Linked DNA regions of Mus musculus: region 1 is linked to region 2. Evidence: chromatin contacts called from public HiChIP or PLAC-seq data. All regions are on one chromosome and are shown on one strand. Each heading gives the region's core, a stretch centred on a gene start, on an enhancer-like site or on the middle of the called end of the contact. The rest is flanking DNA. Distances are from core to core; before and after follow the strand shown.

Region 1 (3,123 bases), core at 540-3,039, 190 kb after region 2:
TAAATTTCCAGTCGACTACCTGGGCCCTCTAGTCAGCTTCTTAGTCTGGTCTCCTCATCTGGAATGCATAACTTGTCTTTAGCCAATAGGAACTCAGAAAGGCCCCTCCCTCCTCCCAGAACCCTGCTGCTTACTCTCTTGAGAAACTTTCTTTTCTTTTTCTTTTTCTTTTTCTTTTTCTTTCTTTTTTTTTTTTTTTTTTTTTTTTTTTTTTTGAGAAACTTTCTTGATCTTCATTCTGACTTACCAGGTTTCCAAATCCCCAGCTGGTACCACAGTTGCTCTATCCAAACCTAACCTCACTGATTTAGCCTAAGGCTCGATGGCTTCTTCCATGGACCACCTCTTGACATCAGTGGCATCACACCCAAACGTAACACAGTCACAGATGATGGCTACCTAACTGAGTGGCTACTAATAACGGTCTTCTGAGCCAGCCACCTAGGTTTGTTCTTTAGTTCACAGGGGATGATTCGGTTATAATCCCAGCCCCAGGATACATCTGGCTTCATAGATGAACAACCTAGAAAGAAGCTTGCATATACACACCTTGTATTGTTTCTGTTCGTTTCTTGGTTTCATCTCTTTAAGACAGGGTCTCATGTAGCACAGGCAGACCTCCAACTCACTTATGTAGCCAAGGTTGACCTTGAACTTTGATCCTCCTGCCTCCACCATCTGAGTGCTGGGATTACCGGCATGTACCACCACCCGTGGTTTGCTGGCACTGGAGACCACGCCTGTTTTATAAATGTGATCTTTTCATTGCTGATCGCTTAGGAATAGTTTACCCCACCTTTGCATGTCCAGCCATGACGGAGAAGGCCCTCGGAAGTACAGTGTGCCCAGGGCCAGCTCTCAGTCATGGACTAAATGCAGCTTTTGCTTCAACAGTTTTAGAGCTACCTATTTCGTGTGAAATGCACTGCAGTACTTAAGAGTTGGAACTTGATTTAATACCTTTCATGATTATATATGTAATCATGATTTCATATGTATGTATGTATATATTATATACTTGATATATTTGATATAAAAGCTGAGTTTGATACAAAATGTTTGATGTAAAATCTGCTTATTTTTTTGTCTTAAAATGCACTTCAGCTGCCTGTTTCTTTAATAAGTCACAGAAATCTTTGAGATTCTCGCCACTAATTTTTTTTTCCTGAAGGTTAAGGAGTCTTCTTTGAATATACTACAACAAAACAAAACCTTCCCCTGTCCCCCAATTCTCCTTGAGCCCCCAGCTGCTGCCCCCCATTGCCCTAGAGCCCCCAGCTGCTGCTCCCCCCATTGTTCTTGAGCCCCTGGCTGCTGTCCCCCATTGTCCTTGAGCCCCCAGTCGCTGTCCCCCATTGTCCTCGAGCCCCCAGCTGTTGCCCCCCCCATTGTCCTCGAGTCCCCAGCTGCTGGGTGAAGCCTGGCTTGCTGCACTTACTGCTTAAAGCCACTAGTATCGTGCCCCCCCCCCCCCTCTCTCTCTCTCTCTCTCTCTCTCTCTCTCTCTCTCTCTCTCTCTCTCTCTCTCGTTTCCTGGATGGGCCACATGGTCTTTGAAGTCACCACTCACACACCACCACCACCACCACCACAGTCTTGTGCAGAGAAAACCTGGGAGTTACGAGATATGTGCAGAGCATAGAGGAACCCAGGCGGCCATCCAGAAAGAGTCCAGTGAATTAGTGATGACAGAATGCTTGCTTTCCACACCTCTCTTCTTCCTTTGCTGTAAGAACTCCTGCACCGGGGCTTGCCAGCCACTAGTGCTTATTAAGACCTGGAGATGCTGCATCGAATGGGACAGAGAGGGACCCCACTGTCATGTGCTACCTGTGCCACTGGAGGGTGTTTGACAAAGGAGTCTTGCCAAGAAATCTAATGCTGCAATAAAAATAAAAGATTCTTGGCAGCCAGCAGTAGTATGCACGCCTTTAATACCAGCACTTGGGAGGCAGAGGCAGGTCAGCCTGGACTACAGAGTGAGTTTCAGAACAGCCAGGGCTACACAGAGAAACCCTGACTCTAACCCGCCCCACCCCCACCCCCCAAAAAAAGGTTCTTGGCCCTCAAGACCTCAAGAAAGTACTCTGCCATGGAGGAGGGCCCTGTGACAGTCATCTGTAGTCCCTTCTGGAAGAGCTGCAGCAGAGAGCCCCAGGACTGGTCTACCCAGGTCTCACAGTCTCTGGTCTTGGGTCTGCATGGGGTGAGAGAGTAGGGAGAGAAACCGGGGCCTCTAATTAATTCATCTAACTTCTGATCTGCACCGCCTCGTGGTGCTGCCACAGGGACCCTTTTGTCTCCCTTCCCTAACGTGCCACCGCCCAGACTGCTTCTGTGTGACAGTCAATTGCCTGTGTGGTTCTTCACTTCCTGTGCAGATCCCCTCCGAGGCCTCTTCCCCTCCCCAGAGTGGTTTTCTGGCGCCCACAAGTACTCAGAACTACTACTGATTACGTGGGTTTGGTTTCTCCCATGGTGTAGGAAGGTCCTGTCTTGCCTGAGCCGATCTCACCTCAGAAGCAAGCCCAGGACAGACAGATGGAGCACTTGATTAGAACCTACTCGCTTTGTAGAGCCGCGGTTCTCAACCTGTGGGTCACGGCCCCTTTGGCAAACCTCTGTCTCCAAAAATATTTACGCTACCATTCACAACAGGAGCAAAACTACAGTTAGGAAGTAGCGGTGGAAATAATTTTATGGGTGGGGGTCACCACAGTGTGAGGGAACTGTATTCAAGGGCCACAGCATCAGCAAGGTTGAGAAGCACCGCTCTAAAGAGAGGTGAAATCACCCCAGCCGTCTTTCAGTCCTGAGAGGGCAATGCCCAGTCTGTGTACCCACCAAGGCCTGGGCAGGGTGCGGGCAGAGGCTCTGCCTCCAGGGAAACCTCATAGGTATCTTACAGTCATACATTCAGGGGCTTCACACTCCAGTTCACACCCAGCCTGCTCAGTGGTACCCACCCTCCCACCTCAACCCTCTGGCCTGGAGCTCCTCCACTTTGTTTTTTTCCTAGGAGTTCCCCTGAATTTTCAGGATCGATCTTTCTTTTTCTTTCTCTCTCTCTCTTTCTTCCTTCCTTCCTTCCTTCCTTCCTTCCTTCCTTCCTTTCTTTCTTTC
Region 2 (3,166 bases), core at 205-2,704:
GATTGCAAATCAACTTAGGAGAATATTTACGGGCAGAGCTAATGGAAATGAAATTCTGAGTTTGGTTTGATCTGTGAGTTGCTTAAATTGGTTCTGCCTTTTCCCTCCGCCAGCCTCACGGCCCTGGGGAAAACCAAGGCTACTCAACTCCAACACGGAACAGCTCACCTCAGTGCCACTTCAGGGACCAAGGAGGAGAGAGGGAGGCAGGGGGTGTGATGTGATTGTGGGGGTCGGAAAGTCTTCACAGACCAACCTGATCCTGACCAACAGAAGGAAGTGGAACCGAAGGTCACAGAAAGAGCTGCACAAACCTCACTCGGTGAGTTACTAATACAAGGGGACATGATGTTAGGGTAGCAAGGAGGATGGGGGTCGATCTTGGAGTTGTTATGAGGATAAGTGAGGGGTGAATATGATATAGATATATTGTGCAAAATTCTCAAAGAATGAGCAAAAACAACGTAATTTTAAAGATACAAAAGCAATCGATTTCATACGAAAGAAAAGAAAATTCCAAGCATAGACCAGAGCACAGCAGAGTCTAAATAGGGCAAGACATTTGGGGACTTTGGGACAAATCTTGGCATTTATGGTGTCAAAACAGGATCACTGAGAAGTCTGGCACCGGTGCAGGAAGGGAAACAGGTGCTTGGTGTTTGAGAGACCTGTGAATGTGCCTCAAAAGTTACACACTCAGGAAATCTCCCTAGAAAGTCCTAGAGAACCTACACTTGTGTGGACTCTAAATTTTTCTTTTAAGTTTACCTTCTTCTTCGGTATCATCTGATGGAATAATATCCATGAGATAGCGTGGGTGTCTTGCTAAAGTAGTCAGCTGTGTCTCGATAGGGCCTCAGGGGAGCTGGTCAAATGGTGGCTCTATGTCATAGCATGCCCCTGAGACCCTTCTATATGCCACCTAACCTGATTCTGTAAGCAAGGAGACAGGCACCGGACTGTGGAAGTAATTCTCCTCTAAGTCACTTCAAAGCCAACACCACGAAAGCTGCCAGTGTTAATGTTTACACCACACACAACAACATAGACCAAACAGGAAGTGTGACACTTGGGGTGCCAGATGGCATCTTAAAGCCATGCCGAGGCCTAAATTACCTCACTATGGTGAAAAAAGAGAAAATAACCTACTTAGAGCAAATACTGTGTGCAGCCCCTATGCTAACCACGTATAAAACACCTCCCGAACGGGCATGCCATTGACACAAAATCAAACAATGTAACCAAGCGGGGAAGCCGCTAATGCAAACACCTTCATATTCCCTAAGGCTGCCAACCTGACATTAAATACCATTTCAAAGTAGTGTTGGCTCCGTTTTGACTTCCAGCCTTTGAGGAAGGTTGTTGGATCCCACTTAAAAGGATGACTCTCCTCTGAGGGGGAAGACCACAATACCACAAGAAACAAGAAAAAAAATGTAACCATCAATTATCTTACAACATTTAACTAAAGACGGGAGAGGTTTCATAATCGTGTGGCAGCTGGCTGGAGCTGTGGTGTGGCTTTTCCCTTTATCTGTTTATTTGCTTAAGGTACGTGAGTTCAGGGTTCCCACCAGCACAGTTCCCTGGGCGACCAAGTGATTTGTAACTAGCATTGTCATAGTCTGTATAGATTCCTCTCCGGGGAGAATCCAGTGACCTTTTGTTCACTGGTCAGGATCAAGAAATTTCTGTCTTCCTCTCATGGTAAAATGTTTTATGGGTTTGGGAGATTGGGCAAGGTCTGTTTCTTGTCCCCTGTTTGTCCCTAAACCAAGTCCTTTTTTCCTTCAGGAAGCTGAGGTGGGATACTGGGTGGAGCAGGCAGAGACGACTGGGAAATAGTTCTGATAACAAAAGGACTAAGGGGCTGGAGAGATGGCTCAGTGGTTAAGAGCACTCAGTTCTCTCCCACTGGTTCAACTCCCAGCAACTGCATGGTGGCTCACAACCATCTGTAATGGGACCTGATGTCCTCTTCTGGTGTGTCTGAAGACAGCTACAGGGTACTCATATAAATAAAAATAAATTAAAAATATAAAACAAGCCGGGCGTGGTGGCGCACACCTTTAATCCCAGCACTCAGGAGGCAGAGGCAGACGGATTTCTGAGTTCGAGGCCAGCCTGGTCTACAAAGTGAGTTCCAGGACAGCCAGGGCTACACAGAGAAACCCTGTCTGGACCCCCTCCTCCCAATATATATATAAAACAAAACAAAAGAAGTAAAGGGTAGCTATATTGTGACTAAGGAACCTGGATTCTTACAGGCTAGCTGGTATCAAAGATCCATGGACAGACAAGCAAAGCTATGTGATTTTATGGGAGATGGTTCTGTGAGCTGCGACCCTCTGATTCCTTTCTAGACTGTTGCAGAAGAGGAGGGGGGCAGGCTGCTCACCATTTAGACAGACTCTGAAGTCAGACCTTAGAACCGCTGGCTGCCTGGCCATGGCTCTCTGAGCCTCGTTTTCTTTGCTTCTAGACCTTAGAACCACTGGCTGCCTGGCCATGGCTCTCTGAGCCTCGTTTTCTTTGCTTCTAAATTAATAAGAATGATGCTCACCTCATCAAAGTTTGGCTAGAATCAAATAGTTACATCGTATGTAAAAGGGTAGAAGTTCACAGTGAACAGGGAATGTTACATGTCCGCTGTAAGCACTCCCTACTGCTTATGTTAGGAGTGAGAAAAGTGTGGATATTAATCTACATGTGATGCAATTAAGATGGAATAGAAGGCAATATAGCTTGTCTTATTTGTTCGTGGTTAAGACACGGTTTCCTGAGTTAGTGGCATGGCTTTCCCTCCTGCTGGTAGCTTAGGTAACGAACAGGGAGGGTAGTACCCGGACAGCTCAATTCATATTAACAATACATCTACACCATCTCTGCAGAGAGACTTCTCCCTCTAAATGTACCTCAGAAAAAATATATACCTCCTGTCAAGGTCAATGGTGTTTAGCTTGCCTGCATATGGCATACAGACCCTGCCATCTATCAGTCAGTAAACATCTGCGGGTAGGAATGGAGGCGGTGTGTGTGTCTCTGACTCCAAATTTTACAAAGGATCTGAGCAGGCTTTGTGTGTCTCTGCAATCTGTGTCAGTGAATAAAGTTAGATCCTTACATCTCCCGTCCCTTCTGGGCATCTAATGAGTTACATATTCAT

Evidence for each region. HiChIP or PLAC-seq counts read pairs in DNA pulled down with a chosen protein or histone mark.
Region 1: an H3K27ac HiChIP or PLAC-seq map of regulatory T cell precursor shows a contact between it and region 2, with 2.8 times the contacts expected there. The contact joins two enhancer-like sites. A contact is called at or near these places in 1 of 15 datasets of contacts at CTCF or cohesin (large pre-B cells), 11 of 484 Hi-C or Micro-C datasets (CD4 T cells, CD8 T cells, embryonic stem cells and 3 more), 2 of 115 datasets of contacts at active chromatin or transcription factors (CD8 T cells and regulatory T cell precursor) and 1 of 9 other capture datasets (embryonic stem cells).

Annotation. Positions count from the first base shown.
Region 1 is chr3:131,206,307-131,209,429 of GRCm38.p6, forward strand. All of the region lies in intron 11 of Lef1 (lymphoid enhancer binding factor 1), which reads left to right. Among named protein-coding and RNA genes, the nearest start is that of Hadh, 64 kb to the right of the region's middle. Within about 2 kb of position 1,790, at least 77 of the 459 cell types and tissues checked have an H3K27ac peak or open chromatin away from gene starts, as enhancers often do. A contact at or near this core is called in CD8 T cells, memory CD8 T cells, regulatory T cells and 1 more, where this site is marked.
Region 2 is chr3:131,013,102-131,016,267 of GRCm38.p6, forward strand. No RefSeq gene overlaps it. Among named protein-coding and RNA genes, the nearest start is that of Gm36603, 93 kb to the right of the region's middle. Within about 2 kb of position 1,455, at least 41 of the 459 cell types and tissues checked have an H3K27ac peak or open chromatin away from gene starts, as enhancers often do. A contact at or near this core is called in CD8 T cells, memory CD8 T cells, regulatory T cells and 1 more, where this site is marked.